3 separate regions of the Mus musculus genome follow, and regions 2 and 3 are each linked to region 1. A link is a contact called in public Hi-C and promoter capture Hi-C data. All regions are on one chromosome and are shown on one strand. The core of a region is the stretch at or near the end of the contact, and the rest is flanking DNA. Distances in the headings are between cores, read along the strand shown. Region 1 has its middle 24 kb from the start of Mir7025. Region 2 has its middle 120 kb from the start of Gm32727. Region 3 holds the start of Kdr (kinase insert domain protein receptor).

Region 1 (3,959 bases), core at 1,122-3,621:
GCACTAAAGCATGCATAGACTTCTGTGTTGTTATCATTCTCTAATGATAATGTCCAACCGCTATTTACACAGGGCTTACATTGCAATGAGTACCGTACCTACACTAGATATGCTCTGGAGTGTACAAATAATCGTGCATAGGTTATGTGCAGATATTGCTTTGCCTTACATGAGGCACTGGGGAGTTTTACGTTTGTATGGGAGCCTGGTGCTGATCTCCATGTCTACTGAGGACTGACGGCATTAAGAAATCCAAGCCCAGCATGGTGATGCACACCTTTAATCTCAGCACTGGGAGACAGAAGCAGGCAAATGTCTGTGAGTTTGAGACCAGCCTGGTCTGCCAATTAATTTGCAGGATAGCCAAAGATACACAGAGTAAACTCTCTCTTAGAAAAAAAAAAAAGACAAAACAAAAACAAATAAAAAAAGTAATTCAGGTGTGATGGCTATTCCAGGTTGTCACTCTGACTACATCTGGAATGAACGACCATCCAGAAATGGAGAACATATCTTAAGGCTGGAAGACATGGACTTCTGACCTAGATCTGAACATGGAGATCTTGAGGCATAGTGGCCATTAAAAAGCTTAGGCCCAGGTAAGGTACATGCCTTTAATCCCAGGAGACTAAAGTAAGCAGATTTCTGAGTTCAAAGCCAGCCTGGGACAAAGCAATTTCCAAATCCAGGAATAGTGGTACTCACCTTTAATCTGGGCCACATCTTATACTGGAGGCCTATATATGGACTCACTCTTCTTCATCCTCTTGCACTTACTTGCCAGCACATCTGTTGGAACCTACTTCGTCAGGATTCCAGCTTACACATAAGACCAGCTGAAACACCTAACCTTGGGGGACTGAGCAACTACTAGATTCTTGAACTTCCCATTCACAGCTGCCCATTGTTGTGTTAGTTGGACTAAAGATTGTAAGTCATTACAAGAAATTCCTTTTATAGAGAGAGACATTCCATAAGTTCTGTGACTCTAGAGAATCCTCAGTAACACACAGGTCTTGGCAAAAGAGATGGCTCATTAGTTAAGAGTGTATTCTGCTCTTGCAGAGGACCCAAGTTCAATTTCCATCCACACTCAATTGAGTGGCTCAAAATGACCTTTGACTTCAGCTCCAGTCACACTCAGCAGCTCACAATGGCCTCTAACCTCAGCATCAGTGGATCCAAGACTTCTGACCTCTGCAGGTACATAGTATACTCACTTACACATACCTACACATGTACACACACCACAACACACACACACACACACACCATACCACACACACACACCAAACACACCATACCACACACACACTAGCGTAAAAATCCCTTTTTTACAAGAGAAATTCTAGACTCTACAATAAGCTGCAAGCAAGCCTGACAGCCTCTGCCCCCAGAGAGAGACACTGCCTTTGTAACTCTAACAGTGCTGTCCTGTGCTGTGGGGGAGGCACTATAGACACAATGCAGCGGTTTTATCGTCTGTAATAATTGCTGAATCCCAGGGCCTAAACCAATGCCCTGCTCAGTACAGTTGAAACCTGGAGGGATAAGTGTGGAAAGAGATATGCAGATGCCTTGGAACTGTCCGGAACTAGAACAAAGATAGCATCTGAAATAGACAAAGCTGCCAGCTCCCAGCCCTCGGCCCCTTGCCTATGTGTATTCCCCACATGCGGAAAAGCTTCAGCTTCATCGGGTGCACTCAGTGAACAGCACTCAGCTAGCAGCACTCAGCGAGCAGCACTCAGCGAGCAGCACTCAGCGAGCAGCACTCAGTGAACAGCACTCAGCGAGCAGCACTCTGGGTTCTTACACTACCTTACACTTCTCATTACTCCAAGCAAGGCGTGTGGTCTCCAACCGCGATGTTCTATCCTGCTGTTCTATGTGATGTAATGGTCCCCTTGGATCATGAGCTGGTTGGAAAAAAGTCTGCAAGCTTCCTCATTTAGGCCTACACATTTTAGAGATCAACTACACAAAGAGGAGTCTGTTCTATAATAAATATTCTTGGAGAGAATTAATTTTAAAAATGGCTTCCTGTGGCTGGCCTAGCACCGTGCTCTCATGGGAAAACCAAACACAGCCTTTTGAGGGAGGAAGAAAAGAGGTGTGATCATCCCAGACTCATGAGGATGCATTCACTCTGGAAGTGGCTCTGTATACACCTGATTCAACCGGGAGCCCGTTGGGAGAGCCAGCTAAACAAAACATGCGTGAGACGACAGAAGAGCCAAGCCCAGGCCCACAAAAGCCTCCTTTTATTTCAGCTTCATCCTGATCAGGCTTCCAACTTACATAGACCAAACCAATCTCCAGCCCAGTCTCTGCAGAGAAAAGCCTGGTTCTGATTCTGTTTGGAGCAGTTCGTGTGAAATGTGATGAAATTCAAAACAGACAGGATGCACAAGCTCCAGGGGGAAGTCATTAATACCCATGAACAATGATGAAGCAAAATGCCATCTGCCGGGCTAATGTGGCAAAGCTTTTAAAAATTCCAATTAGCCTATAAACCAGAATTGGGGCAGGGGAAGCAAATATGTTCCCCTCATCTGTCCTCAACGTCTCCCTCCTCTTTGTATGAATGATGGACCATTACTGGCATATGAACTTAGTTGGGAAGTTATCGCCATTATACTTTAGGACGTGGGTGCTACTCATGTCTCCAGGTGGGACAGGATGCTATAGACAGCTAATTAAGAACACACATATACTTTCACACACATTTTCCTATGAGATGAAACAATTGTCTCTATTATAAACACTGCTACCATTATATGCTGTTGGATTTAGCCTTTATGTGTATTTGGAGTTGAAGATAATGAAACATTTCTGTTGCTGTTATCCTGAGGGAAATTGCCAGGCTTATGATGGATTCTCATAGGGTAGGCCATTTTCCTGAGTTGCTTTTCATGAAGCACGCCACTATTAAAATCACAATGGCCATTATTAGACCTGGTGTATTTCAGCCTGAAAAAGAAAGGCTCTGATTACAAACACATAGAGTAGTTTCTCCAGGCTGAACTTGTCCATCACTTGTCTTTGAAAAATCAAAGGATCCAGGCAAGCTACTTCTGCATGCTGATATTCTCAGTATCTCTTGCTTTCTTTCTGGCTCATCATGCAAATAATAGTGGAATTCATATATTTGGAATTGCTAATCCTAGTGCTATCGTTACATTAGTCTTGGGGTCCTTCGTTTCTACACCTATGAGATGTCTTCCCTGCCTTGGTAGGAATATTTAAAAGCTTATTGCAAGACTCAAAAGAAGTGTAAATGGTACATTTTAGAAGTTTTTAATCCCCTAATTAAAAAAAAAAACGAAAACACTAGAGCAGATAAATTAGACAGGACTGTCTGTTAGAGGACGGAACTGTGTAGCTGCTGTTCAGACAGACATGTTATTATTCCCAGGAATCCAGCTCCTTCCTGGGCTGAACCAAGGTGGAGCCAATACTCAATGAACAGCCTTGTGCTGAAGGATACAGGCCTGGATCTGTAGGCGGTCTCACTCTGAGGTCATTTGGCTATCTGAAATTGGGAGTTATTCTGAAACAGGGGGCCTATTTTCCAATTATTAAGAGAATAATCTGCATTAATTAATTGCACTAATTTATCTGATGAGATACCAGGAGGCTGTCGAATGTGAAGCACATAAACCTGCCTGCACGTAACAGAGGATGCTCAAGCACAGCACAGGTGATGGCGCAGGGATGCAGGCTCATCAGTGTACATGCTGATAGGTTACCATAGAGACGGGGAAGCTACTCGTGTGTGATGCCAACTGGGATATGGGAGATCTCCAGTTTCCACTCAAATGTCCTGTAAGCCGAAAACTGCTTTACTAACTAGTGAGTCTATTCAGAAAAGAAGGAGAGGAGGAGGAGGAGGACGACGAGGAGGGGGAGGAGGGGGAGGAGGGGGAGGAGGAGGAAAAGATGGCCATTGTGCTAGA
Region 2 (4,107 bases), core at 1,467-3,966, 660 kb before region 1:
GAGAAAATTCTGCTGCTTCATTCAGTTAAATCAAACGATCAAACAAATGGATGAATGGACGAATGAATGGTTTCAAAATAAGATTAAAGGCAATGCTAATTTTTTTTTCTTTGCAACTCCCAGTTTTCTGCTAAGCTCAGTAAAGTATTCCATCTTGAAATAGCTGAATTAACAACTATGTAAGCTCTTGGCAGGACAATGAAAGCCGTGGTTGGAGGGCACAACCCCTAATTCAAAGGCAAACGAAGCTTTGATGCTGGTTAGGATGGAGGTGCTTTATAAATGAGAGTCCCCGTTCTGTGTGGCAGCTTTGCAGGGTGGATTATAACTGCTTTCCCTCCTATACCTGTTAAAACATCTGCACACTCCTTGAGAGCTGAGCAAAGACCCAGGAGAGGGGCGGTAACAGGACAAAGAATATACAGATAAAGAGAACTTTCTAGACCCACAGCTGACTACACTGTCTGAACTTAAAGCATTTAACCTTCTCCTCCTCCTCCTCCTCCTCCTCCTCCTCCTCCTCCTCCTCTTCCTCATCCTGCATTCTTCTTGTCTCCCTAATTTTATCTTTTAAAGAAAGAATGAGGGTGAGGAGATAGGGTATCATATCATATGGGTGTGTATGTGTGTGTCTCTACGTGAGGCACATGTGTGCACATCATGCGTGTGTAAGTGCAGCACATGTGTCTGTTTGCAGTGTGTGTCTACATGTGCAGGTATGTTTAGGTGGACCACATGTGTATGTATGTTTACATGCGTATCTATGTGTGTAGGTGAGCATGTATATAGAGGCCAGAGATTGACAATATTTCAATATTCTCCTTAGTTTCCACCTAATTTTAAAATGTTAATCGTGTGTGTGTGTGTGTGTGTGTGTGTGTGTGTGTGTGAAACGTGTGTGCCTGGTGCCCACAGAAGCCGGAAGATTGACTTGGGTGGTCTAGAACTGGAGTCACAGGCAGTTGTAAGCTCTCTGATGTGGGTGCTAGGAGCCCACCCCGGGTGTGCTGCTGCGCCTTCTCTGCCGCTCCAACCCATCCTCCTTATTTTGGGACAAAGTCTCTCTCTCTCAAGCCTGAAGTTTGCTGTTTCAGCTTGACTGGCTAGTGAGCCTAGGCTCGCTCTCTCTCTCTCTCTCTCTCTCTCTCTCTCTCTCTCTCTCCTTCCTCCAATGCAGGGTTATAGATTTGCCTATCACTACCTGACTTTTCTTTTTAAAAACTATTTGCCCATCTTTCTTATTTTTTTAGAGATCTATTTACTTTTTAATGTGCATTGGTGTTTTACCTACATGTCTGTCTTGCGACGGTGCCAGCTCCCCTAGAACTGGAGTTATAGACAGTTATGATCTGCCATGTTATGATCTGCTGGGAATTGAACCTGGGTCCTTTGGAGGAGCAGCCACAACCACGACCTGATTTTTACATGTGTGCTAGGAATCTGAGCTCAGGTCCTCATGCCTGAGTGGCACTCACTCACCAACTGAGCCATCTCCCAGGCTCCTAATTGTCCTATTTCTCAAGAGAGCTACTCTGTGTCCCTATCTGAAAATGTGGTGCAGAACTGTACAATCTTCTCTCTGCAGGACAAGTGGCCCCACACAGCTTTACCTGTGCTTCTCAGCACCCAAGGCCTCTAACCCAGAGGGAACCTTCTCTGGATCTCCCTTGGTTTAATCAAGTCTGTCCCTCCTCTTGCATCTTCTTTGGAGTTAACAGAGCTCTGTCCTTGGGAGGAGCCATGTGCCTAAGCTTAGAAATACCAAAACAACCTCACATTTCACAGCTTCCCTTGCAGGTAGGTGTACTGGCTGGTTTTGTGTGTCAACTTGACACAGGCTGGAGTTTTCACAGAGAAAGGAGCCTCCCTTGAGGAAATGCTTCCAGGAGATCCAGCTGTAATGCAATTAGTGGTCAATGAGGAAGAACTTGTTGTGAGTGGTGCCATCTCTGGGCTGGTACCAAGTCTTGGGTTCTATTAGAAAGCAAGCTTGGCAAGGCAGGGGAAGCAAGCCAGTAAGTGACATCCCTCCATGGCCTCTGCATCAGCTCCTGCTTCCTGACCTGCTTGAGTCCCGGGCCTGACTTCCTTTGGTGATGAATAGCAGCAGTGTGGAGATGTAAGCTGGATAAACCCTTTCCTCCCCAACTTGCTTCTTGGTCATGATGTTTGTGCAGGAATAGAAACCCTGACTAAGACAGTAGGCATGATCAAAATTTCCTTGTTTATTGGTGAAAAATGCAGACATTGTGTGGAACTTCCTAGACAAATTCCCTTGTGTGTATCTGGGACTGGGGCTGGGGGTGGGGGAGCGGTAGGTGTCAAGTTCATGAAACATACCATTTGACCTTGCTGTTCTCACTCTTCTGTCTAGAACTCAGATGTGATGGCTGGATCTCTAGCAGCTTCCTAGTGTCCACGAGGATCCGGGCACTGTTTAAGGATGGGTCACCATCCCTAAGGTGGATCCCCCACCTGCCAGATTCTTTGTAACCTAAGCAAAACAAGACCCCTCCCTCCCCCAGTTTCCAAATACCTGCTTAGAGGAGGCTTTTTGCTTGGCGCTCGTGTTAGTTAATTATAGGAAAGAGCTGGGATAACGAACTTATAGAGAGGAAGGTTTATTTTGGCCTACACCTCTGGAAGTTCCTGTTCACAGTTAATACCCTGCATTGGGCCTTTGGGGAAGTACTGCATCATGATGCAGTCAAATGGCTCACCACAGGCCAGGAAGCAAAGGAGAGAGGAATGGAGTCTGTGAGAACACCCTCTCCCATGAGCCCATGTGGGAGAGCACCACCCCCTTGATCCCATGTGTGACAGCACCCTCTCCCATGATCTCATGTATGAGAGCACCGTCCCCCATGAGCCCATGTGGGAGAGCACCCCGCCCTCATGAGTCCACGTGTAAGAGTACCACCCCCATGAGTCCACTTATCGTTACATTTTGCATCTGTGTGTGCAAAATGACTTCATGGAAGCAGCTCGGGGGAGGAGAGACTGGTCTTGGCCACACAGTGAAGGTGTGGCTGTAGAAACAAAGAGTAGAGCAGATGCAGGACTAACCTTCCTGGCCACCTCCCGGCCACCTACATGTAGCAGTTCAGTCCATACTCTGGAGTTTCTGTCCTCTCTCAAACCAGCCCCACTATCCTGGAGTCACATCGTCAAACACCAGAGGCTTGCAAGGGACCGGGATGGTTTAGATCTACTCCTTCCCAAGGGCCTCCCTCCTGGCCTTAACTGAAGGTCTCCAGCTCCTCTCAAGAGTCCTGATTTGGGAGCCAGGCCCCTAACCAAAGAACCTTTGGGGGAACATTGCAGATGTGCCTTTCAACAGAGCTGAACACTGGCCTTAACCAGCACAAGGCCCGTAGTGAAACTCACCCATGTTTGTTTAAACCAGTGGTTCTCAACCTGTGGGTTGCAACCCCTTTGGGGGTCTCCTTTCAGATATCCTACACATCCAATACTTATGTTATGATTCATAACAGTAGCAAAATTACAGTTAGGAAGTAGCTACTAAATAGTTTTATGGTTGGGCATCACCACAACACGAGGAACTGTGTTAATGGGTTGCAGCATCTAGATGATTGAGAACCACTAGTTTAGAGCCTGTTGGGCCCTCTTGGTTAACAAAAATCACCAGTTGCTAATGTTAGCGAAGATGCACGGAACCGATGAACCCTTAGCTGCGGGAGGTAACAGGCTGGTATTTTTTTAAAGGAGAAATCTTTGTGCAGTGCCTACCTGGAGCCAGGAATAATGTTAGCAGGCATAGTGACTCAGCAAGGGCCGAGGTCCACTCTTTAGAACAACACTTGAGTCAGCTGTAGAGGGAGAACACTCTTCAGCGTAAGATAACTGGTCCCATGGACGATATTTGGCAAAATCGCATGACTCTGATGAGCGAGAGTCGAGAGGCCACCGCAATACAATCTCAGCTGTAAAATCAGGTGAGCTGACACAGTTATTCATGGGTGACCGCGTCTCACAATCCTCTTACCTGGAACACTTGAGGATGTGAGGTTCAGGGATGTTTACTGGGCTTTGATGCTGGTCTTGCTATGGTTTTGGTAAAACCATTTCAATGGTGAAGCTTCCCTC
Region 3 (4,060 bases), core at 1,169-3,668, 780 kb before region 1:
CAAATAGAGAATGCTCTTGAACAAGTGTGTGTGTGTGTGTGTGTGCGCGCGCACGCGCACTCACTCCTGCTCTGTTGAGGTCCAGTTTTGATGGTCCCGCCAGAGGTATATTTGAGTATCATTTCTCAAGAGCTTCAGCTGGGAGACACTGCCTCTTACTGGCCTGAAGGTCACTAGCTGATTCATCTCCGTTTGGGCTGGCGCGCCTTGGGGATCCTCCTATCTCTCCTTCCCCAGTGCTGGGATAACAAGGTTGGCACCACATGAGCCTTTTAAAATGTGAGTTTGGAAGCTCAAACGCAGGTTTTCATGCTTGCACTGAAACTTCACAAGCTGAACCGTCTCCCTCTCCTTCCCTCTCTTTTTTCCTTTTCTTCTTCCTTTTTAAAACACATCTTGTCTTTAAAAAAAAAAAAAGGCCCAAAACAAGTGTAAAGTATTTCCCTATGTGTGTGGAGGGAGGGAGTATAGGAGGCTGATTTCACTGAGATCCTGTTAAATTTGGGTGCCATAGCCAATCAAAGACGCATCGTTTCCTCTAAGAATTCTAAATGGGGCGATTACCACGGGCCTGCAGGTTCTGGTTTGTATTAGAGGAGACACTGTCTTCTTAAGTAAAACATAGAAGGGGAAGTGTCCAGAATTGTAAATAAGGCTTCGAGAGAAGCCTTGTCTGGCCACCGGGATGGAGAAGACCTACCTTCGCCTATCCAGGATCCATCGTCCCTCCCTCTACCCAGATCTGACAGCCCTCCTTGGCTCTTTTGCTGAGGTTTGTTTGAGTTTGTTTTACTCTCTGCAAGAGAAGTTTCCTTAAACATTCTACCCTGTTCACAAGTAAATACACCTCTTAGCTAAGAGGCCACACACCCAGGGGAACACCGATAAAAAGAACAAGCCAGAACCTTCAGAACGCTGTCGATAGGTACACCAAGCAGCCTTCATACGGAGTTTTCATTCGTGAGGAGCTGAATATACAACAAAGCTAAATGTGAGCAGACCAGGCATGCCTCTGCTAAATGAGGATGCCCACACCAAACATGCCCAAGATCTTCAAGTATAATTTTATTATATAGATTCGCTATGTGTTGACATGTTTTTATAGTGAACCTGGATTTTACAAACCCTCCTGGTTTGCCACCTGCTTCTGGCACCATACTTGAGGCTTAGGCACGTGATAAAGGAGCATGCCTGTTTCCCCCCTTATTTTTTTTAAAGAAAAGCACCATGTTACATCATTAATCATGCATATCAGTGTAGTTTAGATCCGATGTAGAGACAATAATCTTATCTCTTTGTCTGGCTGAAAGACTGTCCTTTAAACTATCATTCTAAATGCATTTGGTTTTTGCCAGGAGTAAAACATGTCACAAGATATTTGTTGTCATTTCCCAGGCGTGGAAGGAAAGGAATGGAAAGAAAACGAGGGGTGAAGGCTGCTGTTCCTCTCTAGTCGCTACTTGAAGTCTACATAGCTGGGGGGGGGGGGGGGACTGTTCACATGGGACCGGTTTCCTCTTTGTTCCTACACTGGCGCCTCTGGCAAGAAACTCTCCCTTCTCTTCCCCCCAAGCATATCTTGGCTGAAAGGTCAGCTCTGAAAAGGGGCCTGGCCAAAGTTACTGTAGGGGACCGTGGTCATGGAACTGGGTAGACAAAAGCACTCTAGCAGCCACTGGAGAAGGACCGGGGGCTCTTCTCTGTGCATTTGCCCTGGAGCCCTGACCACCGCCAGCTCCCTGCATCTCCTTGCTATGGGTTTTCTGGACCGAGCCAGGCAGGAGTTCACAACCGAAATGTCTTCTAGGGCTAATCAGGTAACTTCGGACGATTTAAAGTTGCCAGATGGACGAGAAAACAGTAGAGGCGTTGGCAACCTGGATAAGCGCCTATCTTCTAATTAAAACATTCAGACGGGGCGGGGGATGCGGTGGCCAAAGCACCATAAAACAAAACTTCCAAGTACTGACCAACTCACTGCAAGTTTGTGCCCCGAGTACATCTAGGTTCAGGGGTTCTTGTCTTCATGCTCCCAACTGCGGGCGGATTTTTGGTCCCTTGGGACTTTCAGTGCAGCGGCGAAGAGAGTTCTGCACTTGCAGGCTCCTAATGAGGGCGCAGTGGGCCTCGTGTTTCTGGTGATGCTTCCCAGGTTGCTGGGGGCAGCAAGTGTCTCAGAGCCCATTACTGGCTACATTTTACTTCCACCAGAAACCGAGCTGCGTCCAGATTTGCTCTCAGATGCGACTTGCCGCCCGGCACAGTTCCGGGGTAGTGGGGGAGTGGGCGTGGGAAACCGGGAAACCCAAACCTGGTATCCAGTGGGGGGCGTGGCCGGACGCAGGGAGTCCCCACCCCTCCCGGTAATGACCCCGCCCCCATTCGCTAGTGTGTAGCCGGCGCTCTCTTTCTGCCCTGAGTCCTCAGGACCCCAAGAGAGTAAGCTGTGTTTCCTTAGATCGCGCGGACCGCTACCCGGCAGGACTGAAAGCCCAGACTGTGTCCCGCAGCCGGGATAACCTGGCTGACCCGATTCCGCGGACACCGCTGCAGCCGCGGCTGGAGCCAGGGCGCCGGTGCCCCGCGCTCTCCCCGGTCTTGCGCTGCGGGGGCGCATACCGCCTCTGTGACTTCTTTGCGGGCCAGGGACGGAGAAGGAGTCTGTGCCTGAGAACTGGGCTCTGTGCCCAGCGCGAGGTGCAGGATGGAGAGCAAGGCGCTGCTAGCTGTCGCTCTGTGGTTCTGCGTGGAGACCCGAGCCGCCTCTGTGGGTAAGAAGCCCACTCTTTAGTAGTAAGGCGGAGAAGTAGGGTGCGGGCGGAGAGTGGGAATAGAAGAGGACCTAACTCGTAGAGCTCTAGAGACCCTCCTCCCTTGGGTGTTCTTTCACTTACCAATGGGGAAACTGAGGTTCAAAGACTCTTCCGAAATGACTCAGCCAGGATTCTACTCTCCCCCGGGCATCGGTTGGAGCGTGTCCTGCGGAGCCGTCACAGCCCCTGGCGCTAGGTAGGCAGGAGTGGAAAGGCGGCCTGAGCCGGGGCAGGAGATGCTCCCACTGGCAGGAACAGGCGGTCAAACGCTGGGAAGCCAGCTCAAGCCAAGCGGCCCGGCTGGCATCAATCACTCCGTGCTGTTGCCCACCGCCCTAGTGTGGGGCAGGGAATCCGCCTCTGGCTCCGCTCCCCTTTAGCTCCAGCGTGTAAGCGCACGGACTATGTGAGGTGAGGTCTCTTCATAGAGCAACACTTTCCTCCCTCAACTTTCTTTGATGCAGAATGCTATTTTTGCTGGTAGGAGGAAGACGCGGCTTTCTCTTCTGTGACAGCTTCTCCAGGTGTATTAAACTAAATAACTCTCCACTTACCGACTCCAAAGCGCTGGTCCTGGGGTAAACTCTGAAAGTCTCAGAAACTCTTGAGCTTGGCACCTAGTTATAGGTCACTTTTCTTGTTTTAAAATGCCCTCTGCTTCAAGGTTAGGCCCACACTCGCTCTTGGGCTTTTGTGCAATAATTTCCCTTCCCTTCCCTTCCCTTCCCTTCCCTTCCCTTCCCTTCCCTTCCCTTCCCTTCCCTTCCCTTTCCCTCTTCCTTTTCCTCCTCCTCTTCCTCCTCTATTTCTCTGTCATTTCCTTTTTGAAGCCACAGTTTGCAGATTTCCAATCTCCACCCATTGGAGAATGGAGAATCAGGAAAAAAGAAGTCAATTCTGCAGAAACATTCCTTGCGCCCTAAGAGAATCGCATGGCTTAAAAGCATTGGCACTGACATACGGCGCCAAGATCGCCTGTCTAGAGCTATTGAGTTTTCCTCATAATGACTTGGTTCATCAGGCTAGCTCCACCACGAGTGCCCTCTTGTTCCTGAGAAGGCCGCACTCTCCCCCTTTCTGGGAAGAGAAAGACAGCCTGGAACATGTGCTTGCCCTGGGTTCCATAGAGAAGCAAGTTGCTTTAAAGCCCAGAGAATTCCTAGTGTAGCAGCTTAACAGCGTCCCGTTCTCTGAATAAGATGGAGGTTGCCCTTTTGGAGTGTGTGACTTGCTTAATTGGATTGGGC

What was found. Promoter capture Hi-C pulls out the DNA fragments that hold promoters and counts their contacts. Hi-C and Micro-C count contacts between places; a contact is called where the count stands out from the background.
Region 2: a contact with region 1 is called in a Hi-C map of the HPC-7 cell line, with 6 times the contacts expected there. The contact joins two enhancer-like sites. A contact is called at or near these places in 3 of 39 promoter capture datasets (HPC-7-derived erythroid cells, hippocampal neurons and liver), 72 of 484 Hi-C or Micro-C datasets (the Ba/F3 cell line, CD8 T cells, ECoMG myeloid progenitors and 48 more), 9 of 115 datasets of contacts at active chromatin or transcription factors (VIP interneurons, acute myeloid leukemia, embryonic basal ganglia and 5 more) and 1 of 9 other capture datasets (embryonic tail).
Region 3: a contact with region 1 is called in a promoter capture Hi-C map of hippocampal neurons, with 3 times the contacts expected there. The contact joins the promoter of Kdr here to the enhancer-like site in region 1. A contact is called at or near these places in 8 of 39 promoter capture datasets (HPC-7-derived erythroid cells, embryonic stem cells, hematopoietic stem and progenitor cells and 4 more), 1 of 484 Hi-C or Micro-C datasets (cortical neurons), 2 of 115 datasets of contacts at active chromatin or transcription factors (craniofacial prominence and neural tube) and 1 of 9 other capture datasets (embryonic stem cells).

What each region holds. Positions count from the first base shown.
Region 1 is chr5:75,198,388-75,202,346 of GRCm38.p6, reverse strand. No RefSeq gene overlaps it. Among named protein-coding and RNA genes, the nearest start is that of Mir7025, 24 kb to the right of the region's middle. Within about 2 kb of position 2,371, at least 9 of the 459 cell types and tissues checked have an H3K27ac peak or open chromatin away from gene starts, as enhancers often do. A contact at or near this core is called in the HPC-7 cell line and hippocampal neurons, where this site is marked.
Region 2 is chr5:75,858,255-75,862,361 of GRCm38.p6, reverse strand. No RefSeq gene overlaps it. Among named protein-coding and RNA genes, the nearest start is that of Gm32727, 120 kb to the left of the region's middle. Within about 2 kb of position 2,716, at least 7 of the 459 cell types and tissues checked have an H3K27ac peak or open chromatin away from gene starts, as enhancers often do. A contact at or near this core is called in the HPC-7 cell line, where this site is marked.
Region 3 is chr5:75,976,813-75,980,872 of GRCm38.p6, reverse strand. Kdr (kinase insert domain protein receptor) reads left to right here and starts at 2,418. Exons shown (of 30, transcript NM_010612.3): 1 at 2,418-2,771. The coding sequence starts at 2,705. Gm32727 (a long non-coding RNA gene) reads right to left here and starts at 3,541. Exons shown (of 3, transcript XR_868500.2): 1 at 2,895-3,541.